Linked DNA regions of Mus musculus: regions 1, 2, 3, 4, 5 and 7 are each linked to region 6. A link is a contact called in public Hi-C, HiCAR-type and HiChIP or PLAC-seq data. All regions are on one chromosome and are shown on one strand. The core of a region is the stretch at or near the end of the contact, and the rest is flanking DNA. Distances in the headings are between cores, read along the strand shown.

What was found. A called contact is a pair of places that touch in the nucleus more often than the background predicts. HiCAR-type assays count read pairs that join an accessible place to other places. HiChIP or PLAC-seq counts read pairs in DNA pulled down with a chosen protein or histone mark.
Region 1: a Hi-C map of neural progenitor cells shows a contact between it and region 6, with 4 times the contacts expected there. The contact joins two enhancer-like sites. A contact is called at or near these places in 3 of 15 datasets of contacts at CTCF or cohesin (embryonic stem cells, large pre-B cells and pro-B cells), 8 of 484 Hi-C or Micro-C datasets (the AML12 cell line, bone marrow-derived macrophages, embryonic fibroblasts and 5 more), 3 of 115 datasets of contacts at active chromatin or transcription factors (astrocytes, embryonic stem cells and pancreatic cancer cells) and 1 of 9 other capture datasets (embryonic tail).
Region 2: a Hi-C map of the G1E-ER4 cell line shows a contact between it and region 6, with 2.5 times the contacts expected there. The contact joins two enhancer-like sites. A contact is called at or near these places in 3 of 15 datasets of contacts at CTCF or cohesin (embryonic stem cells, large pre-B cells and pro-B cells), 20 of 484 Hi-C or Micro-C datasets (CD8 T cells, the G1E-ER4 cell line, the THB-7 cell line and 11 more), 14 of 115 datasets of contacts at active chromatin or transcription factors (T-cell acute lymphoblastic leukemia, bone marrow-derived macrophages, craniofacial prominence and 8 more) and 2 of 9 other capture datasets (embryonic stem cells and embryonic tail).
Region 3: a contact with region 6 is called in an HNF4G HiChIP or PLAC-seq map of pancreatic cancer cells. The contact joins two enhancer-like sites. A contact is called at or near these places in 2 of 15 datasets of contacts at CTCF or cohesin (embryonic stem cells and large pre-B cells), 3 of 484 Hi-C or Micro-C datasets (bone marrow-derived macrophages, embryonic stem cells and liver) and 18 of 115 datasets of contacts at active chromatin or transcription factors (bone marrow-derived dendritic cells, bone marrow-derived macrophages, craniofacial prominence and 10 more).
Region 4: a contact with region 6 is called in an HNF4G HiChIP or PLAC-seq map of pancreatic cancer cells. The contact joins two enhancer-like sites. A contact is called at or near these places in 6 of 484 Hi-C or Micro-C datasets (bone marrow-derived DN2 thymocytes, bone marrow-derived macrophages, cardiac endothelial cells and 3 more) and 14 of 115 datasets of contacts at active chromatin or transcription factors (astrocytes, craniofacial prominence, embryonic basal ganglia and 9 more).
Region 5: a HiCAR-type map of fibro-adipogenic progenitors shows a contact between it and region 6, with 6 times the contacts expected there. The contact joins two enhancer-like sites. A contact is called at or near these places in 3 of 15 datasets of contacts at CTCF or cohesin (embryonic stem cells, large pre-B cells and pro-B cells), 28 of 484 Hi-C or Micro-C datasets (the C10 cell line, the C2C12 cell line, the G1E-ER4 cell line and 17 more) and 23 of 115 datasets of contacts at active chromatin or transcription factors (the NIH/3T3 cell line, astrocytes, craniofacial prominence and 15 more).
Region 7: a Hi-C map of embryonic fibroblasts shows a contact between it and region 6, with 3 times the contacts expected there. The contact joins two enhancer-like sites. A contact is called at or near these places in 2 of 15 datasets of contacts at CTCF or cohesin (embryonic stem cells and large pre-B cells), 15 of 484 Hi-C or Micro-C datasets (the AML12 cell line, the C2C12 cell line, adipose-derived mesenchymal stem cells and 6 more), 5 of 115 datasets of contacts at active chromatin or transcription factors (embryonic stem cells, fibro-adipogenic progenitors, large pre-B cells and 1 more) and 1 of 9 other capture datasets (embryonic stem cells).

The regions. Positions count from the first base shown.
Region 1 is chr16:29,892,630-29,895,329 of GRCm38.p6, reverse strand. No RefSeq gene overlaps it. Among named protein-coding and RNA genes, the nearest start is that of Gm52263, 5.3 kb to the right of the region's middle. Within about 2 kb of position 1,374, at least 88 of the 459 cell types and tissues checked have an H3K27ac peak or open chromatin away from gene starts, as enhancers often do. A contact at or near this core is called in embryonic fibroblasts and neural progenitor cells, where this site is marked.
Region 2 is chr16:29,838,006-29,840,705 of GRCm38.p6, reverse strand. The region is part of intron 2 of Gm32679 (a long non-coding RNA gene); the gene reads left to right. Among named protein-coding and RNA genes, the nearest start is that of Gm32679, 11 kb to the left of the region's middle. Within about 2 kb of position 1,250, at least 133 of the 459 cell types and tissues checked have an H3K27ac peak or open chromatin away from gene starts, as enhancers often do. A contact at or near this core is called in the G1E-ER4 cell line, T-cell acute lymphoblastic leukemia, cerebral cortex and 3 more, where this site is marked.
Region 3 is chr16:29,786,986-29,789,685 of GRCm38.p6, reverse strand. No RefSeq gene overlaps it. Among named protein-coding and RNA genes, the nearest start is that of Gm46567, 25 kb to the left of the region's middle. Within about 2 kb of position 1,330, at least 32 of the 459 cell types and tissues checked have an H3K27ac peak or open chromatin away from gene starts, as enhancers often do. A contact at or near this core is called in liver and pancreatic cancer cells, where this site is marked.
Region 4 is chr16:29,753,734-29,756,433 of GRCm38.p6, reverse strand. No RefSeq gene overlaps it. Among named protein-coding and RNA genes, the nearest start is that of Gm46567, 58 kb to the left of the region's middle. Within about 2 kb of position 1,378, at least 47 of the 459 cell types and tissues checked have an H3K27ac peak or open chromatin away from gene starts, as enhancers often do. A contact at or near this core is called in pancreatic cancer cells, where this site is marked.
Region 5 is chr16:29,815,866-29,818,565 of GRCm38.p6, reverse strand. No RefSeq gene overlaps it. Among named protein-coding and RNA genes, the nearest start is that of Gm46567, 3.7 kb to the right of the region's middle. Within about 2 kb of position 1,330, at least 39 of the 459 cell types and tissues checked have an H3K27ac peak or open chromatin away from gene starts, as enhancers often do. A contact at or near this core is called in cerebral cortex, fibro-adipogenic progenitors, forebrain and 1 more, where this site is marked.
Region 6 is chr16:30,235,187-30,237,886 of GRCm38.p6, reverse strand. No RefSeq gene overlaps it. Among named protein-coding and RNA genes, the nearest start is that of Gm33330, 17 kb to the left of the region's middle. Within about 2 kb of position 1,351, at least 118 of the 459 cell types and tissues checked have an H3K27ac peak or open chromatin away from gene starts, as enhancers often do. A contact at or near this core is called in the G1E-ER4 cell line, T-cell acute lymphoblastic leukemia, cerebral cortex and 9 more, where this site is marked.
Region 7 is chr16:29,914,183-29,916,882 of GRCm38.p6, reverse strand. No RefSeq gene overlaps it. Among named protein-coding and RNA genes, the nearest start is that of Gm52263, 27 kb to the right of the region's middle. Within about 2 kb of position 1,407, at least 97 of the 459 cell types and tissues checked have an H3K27ac peak or open chromatin away from gene starts, as enhancers often do. A contact at or near this core is called in embryonic fibroblasts, fibro-adipogenic progenitors and pancreatic cancer cells, where this site is marked.

The DNA of each region.
Region 1 (2,700 bases), core at 125-2,624, 340 kb after region 6:
TTAACTGTGCATAGTCCACCTAAGCCTAAAGTAGAGTCTGACAAATTCAGAACTTGCTCATAAGGGATGCATCGTATGTAAAAGACATGCACAAATAACTGACGTAAAGCACAGAGACAAGTAATAAGTATAATGCTAACAATAAATGAGGGGGAGGAGGGGGGAGGGAGAGGGAGAGGGAGAGGGGGAGGGAGAGGGAGAGGGAGAGGGGGAGGGGAGGGGGAGGGGAGGGGGGAGGGGAGGGGGAGGGAGAGGGAGAGGGAGAGGGAGAGGGAGAGGGAGAGGGAGAGGGAGAGGGAGAGGGAGAGGGAGAGGGAGAGGGAGAGGGAGATGAGGGAGAGGGAGAGAGAGTCTTCACCATCGCACTGTGCTTGGGCTTTTTACATCATGGATTTTGGCCCAGAAGGCTAGTGAACTCATCGCTGAGACTGGCAGAACACTCATCAGTTCAGATCAGATCTTGTTAGAACAGCATAGAAGGACTGTCCCTCGCTGGAGTTTGTGGTCGCTTTTGCACTGATAGCTCCTCCGCAGGACTCACAGGGTTTAGGTGAGATGCTTCAACAACACGTTTGCATGCTCAGAAGGATGTTGACCGGGAGACCCTGCGATAATGGAGACTTTGCAATAACGGAGAGCAGTTGCATTAGCCGCTCTTGGAAGGTGTCCATAGACTCTTGGCTCAGGAAGTGTTTGGGGTGCGTGTGTATAGTGCTGTTTCTTTTCCCATAACACAGAGAAACGAAGGCAAAGTGAGAGGAGGGGGTACCAGGGAGCAGACCAGTATGCAGCCCTTCAGCCCTAAGCCCCCATTGCGTTATCCAAATGTACAATGTGTTCCTCCACCTCAGGTTACAAGCAGCTGAATTGAATTAGAAAAACAGCCCCTCGGTTGCTGAGACCTGGCCTGCCAAATTCTCAGCTGGCAGGAGTTTTTATAGCTCCGTTATAAACCCCTGAAAAGTGAGGCAGAGAATGGAAACATTGACATAACCTGAACTCCCAGGAGTGGCTTGTGGCACTCTAATTATCCTCTGGGCTCACTGGCCCGGGGTTTCCTTTCCCTGGGCTGGCAAAAAAACCACGATGGAGTGGCTCTGCCTGTCCTGGGCGCTGGAGGTTGGAAGCTGGGCTTTGCAGGGAATAATGAGATAGTGTCTGCTGGTGGGAAGCCCCCTGTTCCATACATGTGAGCCCCTCCCTCTCCCCTTCCTTCCCTTGTTCTCCTCTTGCACCACCTCCCCAATCCTACTCCCCCTCCAAAAGGCAGAACAGTTCAGTTGGTTGTAAAAATGAATGAGTTCAGATACAGCCTTGCCCTTATTCCGGTCCAGCTGCGTAACCAGGGCGATTCCGACCAGCATTCTAGACGCTGACATCAGCTCCACACCCCGGCACAATGCTGCTCTGTTTGATCTCAGAAACAGATCAGGCTCCTGGGCTTTATACATCCTGCTTCCTCCCTACGTAAACTCATTTTATGACCCACCAGGAGAGCGCATCTTGACTGGTTGCTCCCCAGGCCGCCAATACCAGAGGATCTGGCCTCACTGTGGACTTCTCTTTTCCCACTGGACACTTTGATTCCACTTTCCTGGCTCTCCTGTGGCTCTCTCCTCACTCCCCCAGGCATCGACAACCAGTGGAGGAAGATGGTGATAATGATTTCACGACTTTCCATTTGCACAACGCTGTACTATTTTCAACACACGTCTGGGGCTTTGTCTGATTTGCAGCCCAGCATCACCCTGGGAGGTAGGGGTGGTGCGCCCACTTATTTAGATAAAGAAAAGCTGGCAGAGCTGGTGAAGTCAGAACCAAGGTCAGGTTCCAGCAGCTCTGATTCCTAGTAAAGGTCTCCTGCCATACACTTGGGGTGACACCTTGGTGCAGGCTCCTGGAAACATAGATTAAGTGTCTGCTGATGACCGGAGCTGTACAGAAGCTCCGTGGACCCACTCTCTGTCGGGCTGAAGGAAAGGTAGATGACAGCCTGTATGCACAGGTTGCAGCTCATAAGGACCTCCACCATCCTGCAAAATGCTGCCTTCTCTTCAGCTCGCTTCTCTGGAGCACCAGCATCCAGAAACATCGATCCCGGCGAGGTTCTCTCTACTCAGCTTCCTGAAGGGATCTCAGGTGAAGTTGCTAGATCCGAGGCAAAGCGCTTTAGAAATAACAAAGAAGTGTAAACCTGTACTGTAGAGTTTTCGGGTCAATGTTATTAAAGAACAGTGGTTCTCAACCTGCGATGTGAAATCCCTTTGTGTGTGTGTGTGGGGCGGGGGGAGTCGAATGATCCTTTCATAGGGGTCACAAAGACATTGGAATACACAGATTTTTACATTGTGATTCATCATGGTAGCAACAAAAATAATTTTATGGCCTGGGGGGGGGGTCACCACAACAAGAGGAACTGTATTAAAGGGTCACAGCATTAGGAAGGTTGAGGACCACTGCTATAGAAGTATACAGGAAAACATGAGGGGGTATTAGGGTGCCTGTTGGTCCACTACATCTGCTATGTCAAAGTGTCAAGCAAAGAGAGTATGGTTTAAACAGCAGGGAGAGTTCTTGGGACTGGGAGTCTAGATCAAAACACCAGCAAGGCCCTGGTTCCCCTGGTACTCAATTAGACCCGCCTACTCCAACTTCCAGTGGTGTCTGTCAATCCTTGACATCCTGTGGTACAGCTCTGTC
Region 2 (2,700 bases), core at 1-2,500, 400 kb after region 6:
CTTCCCCTTACTGTGATGTTTATATTTTCAATGTTAAAATGAAATCTCTGAGACACCAGACACATGGCACCCAGATGAAGCCTGGTTATCTGGATGTGGGGCCACGGGTGCAGTTCAAGGAAGTTTTGGTCACATGCAGCACGCTATAGCCTGGAAATGTGTATCTGCCACAGGGAGACCCCCAGCCCCAAGCTTGCTTCCCTCTTCTTCTCCTCTGACCCCAGCAACCTATGATCCCCTTTGGTGGAAAACCCAGAAATACAGTTCACCTAGGGTGTCTTGTACTGCTGCTAGAACTAACTCTTCTCAGGGGTCTCCCCTTAGGTGGGCCCACTGATGGAGAAAGGGGGAAGCAAGGTAGCAGGACGTTGGGCCCCTGGCCACCTAGTTCTTTAACCAGAGCCGGGGCCCTTTGATCTGTTTCCTATCTGGAGGGAGCTTCCATGTAAACCTATCAAGATCATGGATTACTGCTGCCACCTCCCCTGGTATTATGCCCAGCACCATCTGATCCTCCAGACGGACACACGAAGGTAGGCTGTCCCTCGCAGAGCTGAATCATGAGAAGTAATCTGCCTGACTATCAGTAAGCATTACTACCTGCGAGTCAGACTGGTAGGGAAGATGGTATCTGGGCTAATTTAGCTCTTGTCTCCCTCTCTCCTTCCTTCCCTCTCACTCCTTCTCTCCTTCCCCCTCTCCTTCCTTCCTCCCTCCCTCCCTCCCTCCCTTCCTTCCTTCCTGCTTTCCCTCCTTTCCTCTGGACCCATTCTGGTGTCTTGCCTGGACCAGACCTTCCTGTGGTAGTAAATTCCTTTCACACTTTTGAGTTGTTTCAAAGTGCATTCAGGAGGTGTGCGCGCCTTCCCTCTGGTCTAGACACAATTACAGTAGTCAGAGGAACTGGGCCTGTCTGAGACTCTCACTTGAGTCCACCTGGGCCCATCTGCTGCCGTCGTAAATCTACAGGGAGCCAAAGGTGACTGCCAGAGGGGGCTGCTGCAAGCTTTTCTTGCTACCAGTTGCTCCGAGTCGCCTCTGCCAGGCCCGAGAAGCGCTGACTCAGCAGAACCAGGCTGCCTCTTGGAGACACGGGGCAGGGTGCGAATTTAAAAGCACAGTGCAAGCCTACCACAGAGCAAACGCAGAACAAAAGGTTAATTCCACGGATAAACAGCTCTCGGTGGCGCTCGACCGAGCGTCTGGTTCCCATTTCGCGGTGCCATTCTGCCAGATGCTCTCTCTGCTCACACATCCTGCTAAGGCTGAGATGAAATACAAAACCAGAAAGCTGCAAGCGTTGCTGGCAGCACAGGGTGGCAACATGCGGGGACACAGAAACCTTGGGAAGTGTCTTAGCTGTTCGCAGACCGCACTACCGCAACTGGCAAGTGGGGGCGGGGCGCTTAGATAAGCTAGTAGAGCCTTACTTGCTCAGACTGCTCAGTCTGAGGAATTTTTTTTTTTTTTTTTTTTTTTTTAAAGAAAACGTGAATGCGAACGTCAATAGAGGGGGCATGGATCTCTTCACCATTCCTCGGGTGCACTGATGAAATTTAAGAGATTCAGGCCAGCTGGGCGTGGTGGGGCGCGTCTTTGATACTAGCACTTGGTTGGCAGAGAGAGGAGGATCTCTGTGAGTTCGAGTCCAGCCTGGTTTACAAAGTGAGTCCAGGACAGCCAGAGCTGGTTATACAGAGAAACTCTGTCTCAAACAAACAAACAAACAAAAACGAACAAAAGATGAAAGCCATATGTAGTGACTCTTGCCTGGACAGCCAGGACTTAGGAAGTAGGGGCAGAAAGATCAGGAATTCAAGGTCAGGCTGGTGAGATGGCTCAGCAGGTAAGAGCACTGACTGCTCTTCCGAAGGTCCTGAGTTCAAATCCCAGCAACCACATGGTGGCTCACAGCCATCCATAATGAGATCTGACGCCCTCTTCTGGTGTGTCTCAAGACAGCTACAGTGTACTTACAAATAATGATAAATAAATCTTTGGGCTGGAATGAGCAGGGCTGGAGCCAGCTGGGTCAAAGCGAGTAGAGGTCCTGAGTTCACAAACATCTGTACAGCTACAGTGTACTCATATACATAAAATAAATAAATAAATAAATAAATCTTTAAAAAAAAAAAGTTCAAAGTCGTTGGAGACCTTGTCTCAAAACAAAAAAGTGGAACGGAAGCAAAAGAGTCACGCGAGGCTCGGTCCGCTTTCCCCAGACTAGGAGATCTAGATTCTTTTCTTGTATATCTTCCTTTGTGTAATGTATTATTACAAGTGCCCATTAGTCCCCCTATGAGCAGGCAGGAAGGACGATTCACCATCTTAGGCATTGACTGCATCCTGTATGAAGAGCATCGTGGACCCTCATGTTTCCTTAGCAAAGGACCCAGACTTGATTAACTTTAAATATTCTATAAGACATTAAATGTAAGTTTGCAAATGCACCACGGAGAGTCGTCTATTTGTGTTTTCTGTCCCTGAATCCCAGAGGTGGCTCCTGTCTCTTCCCATCTGGAAAGTGAATATGCTGTCCTGGATGCTTTGCTGTCCACAGACAGAAGAAGGGACTGGGCCCTGAGGTATTCTCCATCTTGTTGAACACTGTGTCCAATTGCATTGTCCAAAGCAGCAGGTAGCGGTGAAAGGCCTGTAGGCCCCCATTGTGACCGCCTTGGCTGCAGGTGAAAGGTCAGG
Region 3 (2,700 bases), core at 81-2,580, 450 kb after region 6:
AGAAGTATACGTGATAGACAAGGTACAGTCTCTGTCGTCAGCCAAAGATAAGACAGGCCAAGCTATGCTCTCCAACCTTGGCAAGTTCACTTGCAGCTCTTTTCCTAAGCTATAAAAGGGCTCACACCACACAGCAAGGCTATCATGGGCATTAAAGACAAACACAGATGAGTTGCCCAGCACACATTACTGCTCACAGCAGTGGGAGTCATTAGAGTAGAAATGTCCACGGTGGAAATCTGTCCCTTTCAATGGTAGGCAGACAGCCACAGAAAGGGGCTGTGCTGGGCACTGTCTCTGAGTTTTTTGATAGACAAACACTTAGGTCCCTGGAACTGTGTTAATGGTTCAGGGGGGTCCTCCCCCTTGTCCTTTGTGAATTTTGTCCTAACTGGGCCAGGGCTTCCGGATTCATCAGAAGGGGAGCCAATGAACATGTGAAATGTCCATCTTCCCAAAAGATTGGGACTAGTGACCAGGCCACTAATTTGCATCCTGTCACCCATGCATTTAACAGATATTTAAGTACCTACCTCTTGCTGGGCACTAGGCTTGGTGCTAGGGATGTAGCAGTAGATAAATAAAATGCTGGTCCTCACAGAGCTGGTGTTCTAGAGAGTTCTAATACTCTAAAGGAAACTAGGGTGTGGCTGATGTCAAGCCCCCAAACCCTGTGCTCAGAAGGCCCTTCTTGGTCCCCCTCTCCCCTTTCCCTTCCCCTTCCCCTTCCCCTTCCCCTTCCCCTCTCCCCTTCCCCTTCCCCTTCCCCTTCCCCTCTCCCCTTCCCTTTCCCCTTCCCCTTCCCTCCAGCTCCCTACCACTACGACAATTGGCATGCTCCCCCTCTAAAGCATGCATCTTTAACTGGGGAAGCTAAACTCAAATGGCATTTGTGTTTAGAGACAAGCAATCTGATTCAACGATGAAGAAATTATAGACATCTTCTCTAAATTATGCCTCTACTCTGATTAAGCTGTGTGAGTGTGTGCATGTCTGTATGTGTGTGTGCATGTATGAGTGTGTGTGTGTGTGTGTCTGTGTGTATGTATATGTGTGTGTGTGTGTGTGTGTGTGTGTGTGTGTGTGTGTGTGTTACAGTGATGTATTTCTTTAAACATAGCTGGCCTGCCTTGGAAAGGGTTTCTCACCTCCTCACCAGGGCTTTAGGGAGTGTCTTTTTAGCAAACTGCACCCCAGCCCCACCTCTTTTATCAGTTGATTTCAGCTGTGAAAAGAAAGAAAAGAACCTTAGGTTTGTTTAGTGCAGGCCCTTGTCTGCAGCCAACAGGGAGAACAGGATTGGAAACTAGAGGAGGCTGAGCTGGGTTCAATGGTTAACCAGCGAGATTAATAAATGGCAGAAGGCGGAAACAGCCAGTGAGTACAGAGGCAAGAAGAAATGTCCCCTTGTAGTTCAAAGGCCAAGGAAAGTTTACCTAGATCTGGGGGACCTGTGGTTAAAAGGGCTTAGGGAGCCAGCTCTCCTCAGACTCCAGGCTCAACCATTGCCTGTCAGGAGCCTCAGCTGGCTCCTCTCAGAAGCTCAGCAGGCTGACCCTGAGCCAGACAGAACCCAGGCAGACTGCCCCTACCACTGGAGCCTCAGGCTCTACTCAAGACCACAGGCTTCTCCCAGGAGACAGGCTCCTGGTCTTCTAGCTGGCTCTCAGGCATAGCTCAGATCTTCAGATAGTGAGCTTTGGGCCAGGAGAACTTTTGGCAGAGAAAAATCAGAAGAAGACATTTCCATTTTCTGCCCTGATTCCCTTAGGGTGTTTTGGCAAATAGTCTCTTCTCCCCGTGCCTCAGCCTCTCTGGTGGTGTAGTTACCCAGCTCTTTTGCTTTTAAGGATCAGGTATTAACTATTTTCAGCTCTAGCCCACACAGCAGCTGTCTGCCTCAGCTACCCAACTCTGCCATTGAGGCGTAAAAGCAGCCAGAGGTGATATTTAATAAATAGCTGAAGGTATGTATCACTAAAACTTTATTTGCAAAACAGGTAGAAGACCGGGTTGCCAGAACTCTCAAAAATTAAATGATCTTAGATTACCTTACAGAGAGAAAATGGGGGCCCACTGATATAGCATGCTGCAAGCTACCAGACTACGTTAACGGTGGGACTGAAACTGGAGTCCAAGTGGCCTGTCTTTGGTTTACTATGGCTTCAAATTCTTCCAAAGGTAGAACCCAGCTAATTTTGTCTTGTGCTAATTGATCCTGGGAGTCACTCTCTCAGTGTGACTTGGAGTGGGGCAGAGCACTCTCACTCTCGGGCTGATTCAGAGGGACTTTTTTATGCATTGAGGATGCAGACCATGAGCTAAGGAACACTACAAGAAAAAGGGGAGGTGGTAGAGAATGTCGCACGCCTCCCTCTGAACGTGAGGAAATTGTAGCTAAGAGGAGGGTCCTTCCTATATATTCCACCTTTGATGTTACAGGTCCATGTCTATACTTACTCACCTCCATGTCCCACAGCCGTGACTGCGGATGGAGGGAGCGCTGTCAGGATATTCTCTTCCGGTGTCAAAATATTTTACTCACTGGGTTCTTCCTGGATAGACTCTCCATCCTGATCTTCAGTGGCTGAAGTGGAACGAACGGCTGATCCAACATGGCTCTGTTGATTGTCATGTTTCTGTGACGTGCTTCCCTTCAAACCACCTGGTGTGAATTTATATGGGACTTTCTGTTCCTTG
Region 4 (2,700 bases), core at 129-2,628, 480 kb after region 6:
CTTCTCATTTGTTAAGGCTTTATTTTTTTTTTCCATGTGTAAGTGTGTATGTGTGGTTCAAATAAGAATGGCCCCATAGGTTCATATATTTGAAGTGCAGGAAGTGGTGCTTTTTGAAAGGATTAGGAGGTGTGGCCTTGTTAGAGTAGGTGTGGCCTTATTGAGGTAGGTGTGGCCTTATGGGGTAGGCGTGGCTTCAGAGGAAGTGTGTCACTGGCTTGGGCTTTGAGGTTTCAAAAGTCTATGCCAGGCCCACTGTCTCTCTCTTCCTGTTGCCTATGAATCCAGATGTAGAGTTCTCAGCTCCTTCTCCAGCAGCAGGTCTGTTTCCATGGCACCATGCTCCCCACCATGATGAGAATGGACTAAACCTCTAAGACCATAAACAAGCCCTGGTTCAATACTTATTTTTATGAGTTGCTGTGGTCATGGGGTCTCTTTGCATCCATAGAACACTGCCCGTGTGAGTGTATGCACATATCTGCGGGTGTAGATGGATGCCAGAAGATGGCAGACACCCAGAGGCTGGAGGGTCAAGCTTCTGAGTTACCTGACTTTTGGGAACCAAACCAAGTGTGCTCCTCTCTTCAGTGAGCCATCTCTCCAGCACCTCTCTTTTATAGTAAGACACCAATTGAAATTAGCACTTGGGATAATTATACATAAACGACAAACCATAAACCAGTTTTTGTTTCAATGAAAGATTAAATCAAACTGAGTTAGTTTATTTTGAGTTTGTGGTCAGTATCCAAATCTATTTTTAACCTCTAATATTCCATGAAATGTGATCTCTGGACAGCAAACAGTGTGTCTTTTCTGTCCTGTGCAGACGGCACTCTTATGGGACAGAACCTCTTTATTTTGTCAGTGTGGTGGCCAGAGCCAGGGAAGGGGTTCAGGCAAACCTTCTTTAGAGCCTGTTTCTGGGCTAAATGTTAATTAAGCTTGAACCCTCTTTGATCCTGGAGGGGCTAGGCTTCGATGAGAGAGGGCAGTGGAGAGAAAGAGCCATTTGTGGAATAGTTAAGGATGTAAGTTCCCTCTGTGTTATGCCAGCTTTCTGCATGATCTCAGGTGTCTCCCATCCACCCCAGGCCTCAGTTTCCCCACCTGTGGGAAGGAGGATGGGGCCAGATCCTCTTTAAAGAACTTCACTGATCCCACATGCCATCTGACTTCGACTTTGCTGTGTGTGCCAGTCGGAGCCTGAGAGGAGAAAGATCCCTGGCGGAGGGAAGGGAGGGTTTATTCTGAGACATAGATGACTAAGAGGAAAATTGCTAATAAGGAGAGAAAGAAGGCTGGCCCTTGCACAGACCTAGATTGTTATAGAGCTGTGGTGGCCTTGCCCTGTGACTTGCCAGCACACACCCGGCAGCAGCCACTGAATGCTGCATTATGGTGCTGGAACACCCTGCGGCAGAAGTGGCTATTTGCAGAGTCCATCAGAGCAGTCGCAGGGAGTGAGCAGCCAGAGCTGTCAGCTTTCTCCAGGCATAGTCAGACTGTGTCTAGCACAGAGACCTCCCAGGGAGACCAGAGCAGAGGAAATCAGGTTGGAAATTCACTGGCAGCCCACACTTGACCCAATGGAAAGTGCTGACCTGAGTAGAGGGAACGTCACAATTTGGTAAGGCCAGCCAGACTGTGGTGTTCAAACAAACACGCTGGAGCAAGGTTACCTCCTATCCCATGCTGCTCTTAATGCAGGGCACCAGCATACAGCTTCCGTGGAGAAGATAGAATCCCTGGTCCCTGTCCTCACGGAGCTCGCAATCCAGTGAGAAGAGCAGAAACAGCAATGTGGCCATGTTCCAGTTTGCCAGATGCCATTCTTGATGTAGATGGGCATGAGGGGCATAAACAACCCAGAACTTGATTCTGGTGGATGGTATATGATTAACTGTGATGACCAACTTGCCCTGATTCAGCAATACCTATGAGATGGGATGATAAGGTTGTGTTCTTCTATGGTCTGTTTCAGGATTGCAGCCTGGGAGGTTTAGGGGCTCTACTGAGTGGACTCTGTTAGCATTTTGTCTAAGCTCCGCCCCACAGTTGCCTGCCAACAGCCAGGTGTGCCTGACTCACTATAAAAGGGGCTGCTTGCCCCTTCTGCTCTCTTTTGCTTTCTTGCCTTCCTGCTCTCCCTCTGTCCTCTTGTCCCTTCCCCCTCACTTGCCGTTTCCTCCCCTCCCCCTTTCCATGTACTCACGGCGGTCTCTCTAAGCTCCCCCCTCTCTCCTACTCTCTCAACTCCCCTCCCCATGTATTCCGTCCTGTGGCTGGTCCCTCAGGGGGAAGGGATGCCTCAGCATGGGCCCTCGGAGGTATCCCTATGCCCCACACCTGACCACACATCCACCAAACATATTCCTCTCCCCTTTTTATAAAACACAACAGACTCAACTCTTGATCCATTCATAGTACGATGGCACTGTTGGGAGTGGGTAAGAGGTATAGGTAGTTGCCTACTATAGGTATAGGAAGTACATCACTGGGGTATGACCTTGGAACTATTTTACTTGACATCTTCCTTTTTTCTATTGCTTCCTGGCTGCCACGGTGTGAGCTGTTTTGCTTCTCCATGCCTTTGGGACCCAGATGGACCTCTAAAAGAATAGGAGTGTCTCCCCAATTCTGGGTATTTTTGTAACAGCTCTACCAAACTAATCTGTAGGAAGGAGAAAAGGTGCACAA
Region 5 (2,700 bases), core at 81-2,580, 420 kb after region 6:
TATAATTGTATGCTCAAAAAAAAAAAAAAGATGAAAACCATACTTGAGGTCCTCTTCTCTTCTATTACTTACATACTAGAGTTCAAAGTTCACCTTCTTCCCATATACATATTTCTGGTACTTCTGTGAAAGCCTGTACACAGTCGACCTTACAGTTCTTTAGTTAAAGAGCACAGGACGCTGACTCCATCTTTCCGTGTGAGAGGATTTCTATCGCAGGGTCTATAGAGCTCAGGGTAGGTTCCTAACGATGAGGTGTAGGACAGATGGGTCATTCCAGTTCTAAGCAGGCTACATGGCTTGTCCAGACCACCTTGTTCCACTGGAGGACAGCCTGGGATGATTCTTACCCTCTATAGTAGATACTAACACATAAAGGGTTAGATTGACCACTGTGTGTAACACCAAAAACTTGTCAGCCTATACCACACTCATGAAGGTACCGAATCAACCATGGCAGCCCAGTGTGAGTCTACAAACTTAATCTGAAAAGCATCCATTTCTGTTCTTATCTTCTCCTACTCCTAAAGCTGCCCAAGACAAGGAATGTGCATATTGTCTGGAACTTAGCAAGCAGGACAGTACCTGTGTGTGTGTGTGTGTGTGTGTGTGTGTGTGTAACTGGGGCATTATTTAACACGTTTTCCTAAAGGACATTTGTTTCCTTTGAACATTTACTCTTTTGCCATTAATTTATGTATTCACTTTACATCCCGATCACAGCCCCCCTCTCCTTCTAGTTCCCCCTCACATAGCCCCTCCTCTACTCCCTCTCCCCTTCTCCTCTAAGACGGGGGGGGGGGGGGGGGGGGACACGGACTCACCCTGGGTACCAATCCATCTTGACATATCAAATCCCTGTCAGACTAGGCACCATCTCTCCCACTGAGGCCAGACAAGGTATCCCGGTTAGGATCCACCGGCAGGCAACAGAGTGAGGAACAGCCTCAGCCTCCGCATGACCACACCATTTTAGTTTGATGTGCTGAGATACCAAGGAGCCTGACAATTGGAGCTTAGGGACTAGTTGGAGTGGGGGATGGGCAGAGAGATCCAGACCCCCACAGAGAGCTAATGATAGCACCTAGGACAAGGGCATCCATGGAGCCATTGCATAAACAGAGAGGTGGTTGGAAGATGGAGGATTTAATAAGGAGGAAGACAGAAAGCGCCCGCACAGCGCTCCGCACAGAGTAGGTGTTCAATAAATGTCAAGGAGTCTGATTCTCACATCAAACATCCAGCTGGGCGAACGGTGCACAGAGGAGGGAGGCTGCCTCTGACAGCCACGGTTCTTCCTCCCCCACTCTTCCACCATCTGCTCCATCCTGGTCGGATCATGAGAAACACATCGAGTTCTTTCCCTCCTCCGAAGGGAAAAGCTGCTCCTTATGCCAGGAACCCCGTGTTCCCAGATCTTGGCAGGGCTGGCTCCCCCTTGTCCTTCAGGCCTCAGGCTAAATGCTACCTCCTCAGAGAGGCCTTTTCTAGTCACTTCTCCCTCCAGGGCTCTCTGTCACATCATGCTTTTATTCCTCCTGACAATTGGCAGGAGCTGGAATGACTTGGGTTGGCTTCTGTGCCTGCTTTTTGTCCCAATAGACTTCAACCTCAGAAAGAGAAACCAGCTGTGTTTCTCATGGCTGGGACTCCTTAGGCTAGATGTGCTGATGCCTGGTTGGCATGTGGTCAGTCCCTGGGCAGATGATATAGTCTCACAGGCGAAGGTCTATGTGACCAGGGCCTCACAGGGAGAACCGGAGTTTACCACAGGAAGTTAGCAGAGAGGTCAGGGCTGGTCAGTGTTGCTCTGAGCCGCTCTGTCCAGGGGAAGACAGAGCTCTGAGTCCAGAAACAGCATTAGACATTTGAATGGAAATGCTTTGGGGTGACATGGAAAGGCGTGGGTGCCACTAGTACAGTTATGGCCCCTCCATTGAATTGAGGGCTTCCAGTATCCTTCTGAGCGAGATGTGTGTGTGTGTGTGTGTGTGTGTGTGTGTGTGTGTGTGTGTGTGAGTGAGTGAAGGGGGGAAGGGACTACCTACTGGTCAGAAGAGATCTTATCCAATGGCCAAACCTAGTTTCCAAACACAATTCTTAACAAAGATTGTAAGAATTGCCATGTGTTGGGCAAGCACTAAGCTCCAACCACTCCACTAGCCATTTCATGTACAGCATTCTATTTAAGGCTCAGACATCACAGGAGATGTCATTATTCAGTGTCCGAAGGTAAGTGGGAAAGAGTGACTAAGATGTCTGGGGTCACAGAGCTGGGCCATGAGGAAGAGAAGTTCAAACACAGCTGCCTCCTACTCCAAAGCCAGTGCTCTTAGCTACAATCTTTCTGGGCAGAATTATCTCACAGGTGAATCAATTCATTGAGTTTGGCGCAGTCCTTGCAGACTGAGTCATTCTAAATCAGACTGCCCGAACCTGTTCCTCTCCCGGAAACTGATCCCTTAACTGCCAAAGTCAAGGCCAAGACTCTGGAAAACTCTGGTAACCTGACAGTGCATTTGCTGTGCCCTTTCCCAATTAGAGAGTTGTTCTTCTCTAGGGCAGAAGAACCACAAGAAGCAGGGTTTAATTACCGGACATATCTTGCTTTGCTCAGCCCAGGAGGGGCATGGTTAGAAACTCAGAGAGGCAGGCACACTGCTCGGAATGCCAGCTCCTGTATTCAGTAACCACATGACC
Region 6 (2,700 bases), core at 102-2,601:
CACAAGAATAATGACCACCCTGTCTTTTCTGGGTGGGAGAGGATGCACCTAGCTTCACAGAGACTTGATGTGCCAGGTTGGTGGATACCTAGGGCACCCTACCAACTCAGAGGAGAAAGGGAAGGGGATTATGGGAGGAAGTGCCCGGGAAGGAGGCAGTGAGCAGGATGAAAAGTGTATAAGTAAAACAATTAAAATAGAAACATAAACAAATAATGGCCACCAAAAGTTCTCATCATGCACTCCTCAAATTTCTATTTGCAGTCAGTATTGTCCCTAGGCCTGAACAACCTCACCGGCCACTCAGTGCTTTGCCAAATAACTGGACGACATCAACAAAGAAGATGGAGACCACCATGTGCTGCTTCTAGACCCACGTTGGGGACAGTGCTACAGACTTTTCGTCAGTTCATAATATAGGCTTCTAATCCGCTCCTGAGAATTCAGACAGATAATTACGAGCAGGTGATTGCCGAGAGTCTCAGCACTGAGGGTCAGAAGCTGACAGGTCCTCCCAACCTCTGCTGCCATTTTCCTCTTTCTCTGCTTGCTTCTTCGGCCCCTCCTATGACACAGAGCAGAGACCAGGCAGTAGTATCTCTTGACAGTTGGCTGCCTGACTTGTGGAGGAGACAGATCAAAGCCCACAGGGGATGATAGGTCACCCCGGAACCCAGGTTCTGGGGCATCCTTTCATCCTCTGGGTCTCAGTTTCTCCCATCCGGGATGCAAGATAATTGGATGTGGGACATCCTATCCTGCCCTCTGATTCAGCACTCTTGGGGAGGGTGAGAAATCTGCTGTGTGAAATCTGACCAAAGAGTGCTTAAAATAACACTTCTCAGCCTTGATATCAGAGGATTCGTTCGTGTGTGCCAAACAGATTGTGATTAAGCCGGTGGAAGGTGGCCTTTAAGCCTGAATTTCTAGCGATCTCCCAGTCAGTGCTCAATCCCTGCCAGTCCTGTTTATACCCTGGGAAATGAAAAGCTGACTCACAAGACCCAACCACAGATCCATGGGATCAGAAACTCTGGGGTATCGACCAGCAATCTGTCCTTACGCTGTCTCCGAGGTTGTTTCAATACCCATCAAGTTCAAAACTACCGCTTTAGGACAGCTGATTCTGAACTTGACTAAGGACTGGAAATTCCTGCAGAGAGTTTTTGAAGCCCTGGTGCCTAAGTCAAGCTCTCATATTCAAATTTAATAAACACGGGATGCCAACGTGGAGGCATCAGGATTTTTAAACACTCCGAATGAGTATGAGATGTACTGAAGGTACTGGCTTCCAGGCTGAGAGTCTGCCGTTCTCTGAAGCCGCTCTGCCTGAGACTACCATGAGGGGGCGCTGTGGCGCCACGGGGAAAACTCCGCGCTCCGGGCGGCTGCTGGTCCGGGCTGCGGAGGTGGCGGCTGCGCCTGGGGGGCGCGCCTCCGGGAGCGGCTCCTGGCCGAGGCTTGCCCTGTGCCTGCATCTGTACCTAATTAATGCTGGCGGCTGCCTAGTCGCGCCTGACGTTAGATGTGCTGGTGTTGGGGGAACGCCTGCAACCACTCGGCACAGGTTCCTTTACTCCACTTTGTTCTCTGCCTCCTTCGGGACTCGGGTTCACCCCTGCGGCTGCTCCCTGACACTCTCTGCCTGTCCCAACGTCACCTCACTGGGTTCCTTGTCTCTTTCCGAGGATCCCGGCAAGTTCCCCAAGCCAAGGGACCTGCTGATCAGCTCCAGAATCCAGCTCCTGTCATTCTCTCTCATGGTTTCTTTCTCTCTTCTTTCTGCCCTTAGTTGAGCTCTGTGGGTCTTCATAATAAACGTTTTCATACACAGGGTTTGCCTCTGACTTTGTGACACATAAAGCAGGGCCGTTTGTAAGGGACTTTCGACGTCTATGGGGGTAGGGAGCAGAGAGTTGCTTCTGAGTTTTAATGGCTCTGTGTGTGTGTGTGTGTGGGGGGGGGTGTTCTATTTTTAAGGATGAGGCTTTATTCTGGAAAGGAGAGTCCCTTGTTTAGCTTCTTAGCTAGCTGGATACATCACCCCCGCCCAGGGGGGCTTTCCCCACAGGCAGTGACCTTTATCATAAATAATCCACTTCATATTTCATCCCACCCACTTTCCCATCTGTTTGATATTCTGCCTTCCCTGGTGCGAGGCCTCATCTGGAGACAAGCCATGTGAGTAAAAGAAGCTTGCCCATCCCTGGTCTGATGGCTGCCTTGCCCTGCCAGCTTCTTCAGAGCCTACTTCTGAGGGGACAGAAGAGGAAGGGCAATTGGAGAGACTGTGTGCTTCTTTCCTGACCCCAGCTCTCATTTCCAGGGCTTGGTTTCCTTCTTTGAAGCCTCTGCTACCTACCTAGATTCAGGTCCTTATTCCCAGGCAGTTGGCAGGAGCCACTCCAGTCCAGGGGAAACTGAGGCCAAAGAGGTTAGAAGGGACCCCCTCGAGCCACATAGCTGATTCCTGGCAGGTTCCACGTTTCTACAGAATTGTTCAAAGCTCTCCCTAGGGCCAGTGGACACTTCCTAGCAGCGAGGCAGTGGTGGCAGGGGTCCAGAGGGAACTAGTTTAATTTGAAGAGCAGCCGTCCCTCCTAGAATCCAAATGAGCAATATCATCACAGAGCCCAGGGTGTCAGAGACTGGGCCTGGGCTGTGGGCAGAAAACAGGCCTACGGGTTCAGAGGGGAATCA
Region 7 (2,700 bases), core at 158-2,657, 320 kb after region 6:
AATCCCTCAGCACTTACCTGGCCTTCTCCTTTTTCTCTTTTTATTTAGTCCAGGGCACAGACCTATGGGACAGTGCTATGCACATTAAAGACAGGTTTTTTTCCTTCCATTAATCCCTTCTGGATGCTCTCATAGGCATCTCTGAGAATGTGGCTTACCAGTGTCCTTAATCCAATTTGGTTGTCAGTGAAGGTCCATCATACTATCCAAACCTTGACAACACCATCTTATTAACTATCGTAACTCAGTGAGTTGAGTATTAGCATTCTCCAGTCACAGATGAGAAAGCAGAGAGGTTACAAGGGACAGGCAGGCCAAGCCAACCTCCCTTTTGCTGGGTCTTTGCCTGAACTCTGCCTGAAACAGCTATTGGAAGACTCCAGGCTTCGCACAGGCATGTGCTCTGCACCTGGGGTCAGGGTGAACCAGACCTGGCTGATTGCACCTGGTGCTCTCAATACAAAGAGGGAAGATCAATAATTGTCTCTTTCTGAAATGATGTAGGTTATATCCCTGATCTTGGTATTCCCATATTCTGTGCATAAGCTTCTACTACAGTAGTGGGTGAGAACAAAAAGAAAATAAGAGAAAAAATATAAAGAGAGAAGAGAGGAGGGAGGGAAGGAAGGAAGGAAGGAAGCAAGCAAGCAAGCTTAGGTATGATGATGCCAACTTCTGTACCTAAGGTCAGACAGCTATTAGAAAGGAGAACAGGCCAAGTCATGGTGGTGCATGCCTTTGATCCCAGCACTCAGGAGGCAGAGGCAGGTGGATCTCTGTGAGTTCCAGGCCAGCTTACTCTACTGAGTGAGTTCCTAGGACAGTCATGGCTACACAGAAAACCCCTGCCTCAAAAACAAACAAGTAAGTACATAATAAATAAGTGAGTAAACAAATAACTAGAAGAGTAGGATTTGAAGGGAGGCTGCTTGGTCTTCTCTGGAGCCTTTCCATCTTGCTTCACATACCTGCGCTCAGTAATGACCACAGGACTGTCTCCCCAGGGTGGAGGAGTATGGCACCTATTCCTAGTGTGGATGAGAAGACATGCTTGTTTAGAACACGGATGCATCTATGAGCCTGCTGTTTAACTCTTCGAAAGAATGGCATTAAAGCTCACATTCAAGTAACCTCACAGAAAAAGGCTCGGTCTGGTGAAGATTTCTGACATCCCCTGTTCCAATCAGCTGCGGAGATTGGGCTGCAGCTGGGCTGATGACTCTTCTCCCACACGCATGAGTGTGTTACTAGGAATGGAGACCTGGACAGGCTTGCCGGCCCGGGCACCCCGCCGAGTCACACCCAAGTGGTGAGCGCTTGCCAGCTTCTGGGCTAAAGCTATTGCCCTGAGAGTCTGGGCAGGGCAGGCAGCTCTGTGCTGATTCTTTTGTCTCCTGGGCAACAGCCTGGAGCAGGCTGTGGTCACCCGTGGGAATGCTCCTCCTGAGTCAGCAGCGCCTGGAGTGTCCCAGGGTGTGGTTGTCTGTTCTTTGGGGCCTCTTTATTTGCAGGATGTCACTGCGCCATCATGGGTTCAGGGGTAGAGCTACAGGACAAGGGCTGTTTGGAACCCCTGTTAACTTGGGAGTTGAGGCAGGGGTGGTGGTGGGCTATAACTGCGAGTATGCTACTATAAAGCATCAGACAGCAATTGGAGGTTTTAATTCTAATCTACCCCTCTTCTGGCTAACTATATCAATGGGGATAATTTACATTCTCTTCTCAGAGCCTCAGTTTCCCCATCTAGACAATTAAATAATGCCAGGCCCGTTTATGTCAGTAAACAGACCTGTTTAATCTTCCATGCAGTGTTCGATGTTACAGTGATAAAAGGAGCCTTTTTCCCCCTCACTCTGTAGACCCGGCTGGCCCGGAACTCAGAGATTCGCCTGTTTCTGCCTTCTGAGTGCTGGGATTAAAGGTGTGCACCACCACTGCCAGGGAGCAGCTTCAGGAGCCAATTTCTTATGCAGCTACATCTTCCTAATTCCTCCAGACTGTTTGCCTTTTTTGAAGAATCTGGTTCATGGCTGCACTCTGAGATGCCAGTGGAATTCCTGAGAAGTAGGGGAATGGTAGGCTGGGCTGTGGAGGCCCAGGGATTAGGCCATCATACTGTATGTAGTTGGGGGGACCTGCTTAAGTGGGATCCTCAGTCTGTTAACCAGCATGTAATGTTGCTTCCTCGGTGCCTCTTAGCCAGACTTCCACGGAGTCTTGTAAAGCCTCCTGCGTTGGGGATGATGAGTGTCTTTGGAATACAGATTCCCTTCAGAGAGTGAAGAGCCATCCATACTGAGAACTACAGATGATGGAAAGGCTCTGAGGAAGTTATATCTCATCCCAGTCAGAATCAGAATTTCGGGGGGGGGGTCGGGGGGGAGAACAGAGGGTGGTTCTGGAGAGAGACTACAGCTGCTGGGGCTTGATTACCATCCCCTGCCCACTGTGTGTTTGCATTAGGAGCAACATAATGTTTTCAGTTGGCTTTGGGGACAAGGTGACAGGTAGCATCAGGAGTCCCTTTCCATATGTCCAAGAGTGTTACACTTCAGTCTATGTGCATGAGGACCCAGCTTTAGCGGCACTGTTGCCATATGGTGTCAGTTTGAATGACACTGGTTCCGGTTATCATAACTTCATTCTGACCATAGATATCTCCCGGACCTTAGCCAGGAGAGCAAGCGACAGGAACACAGA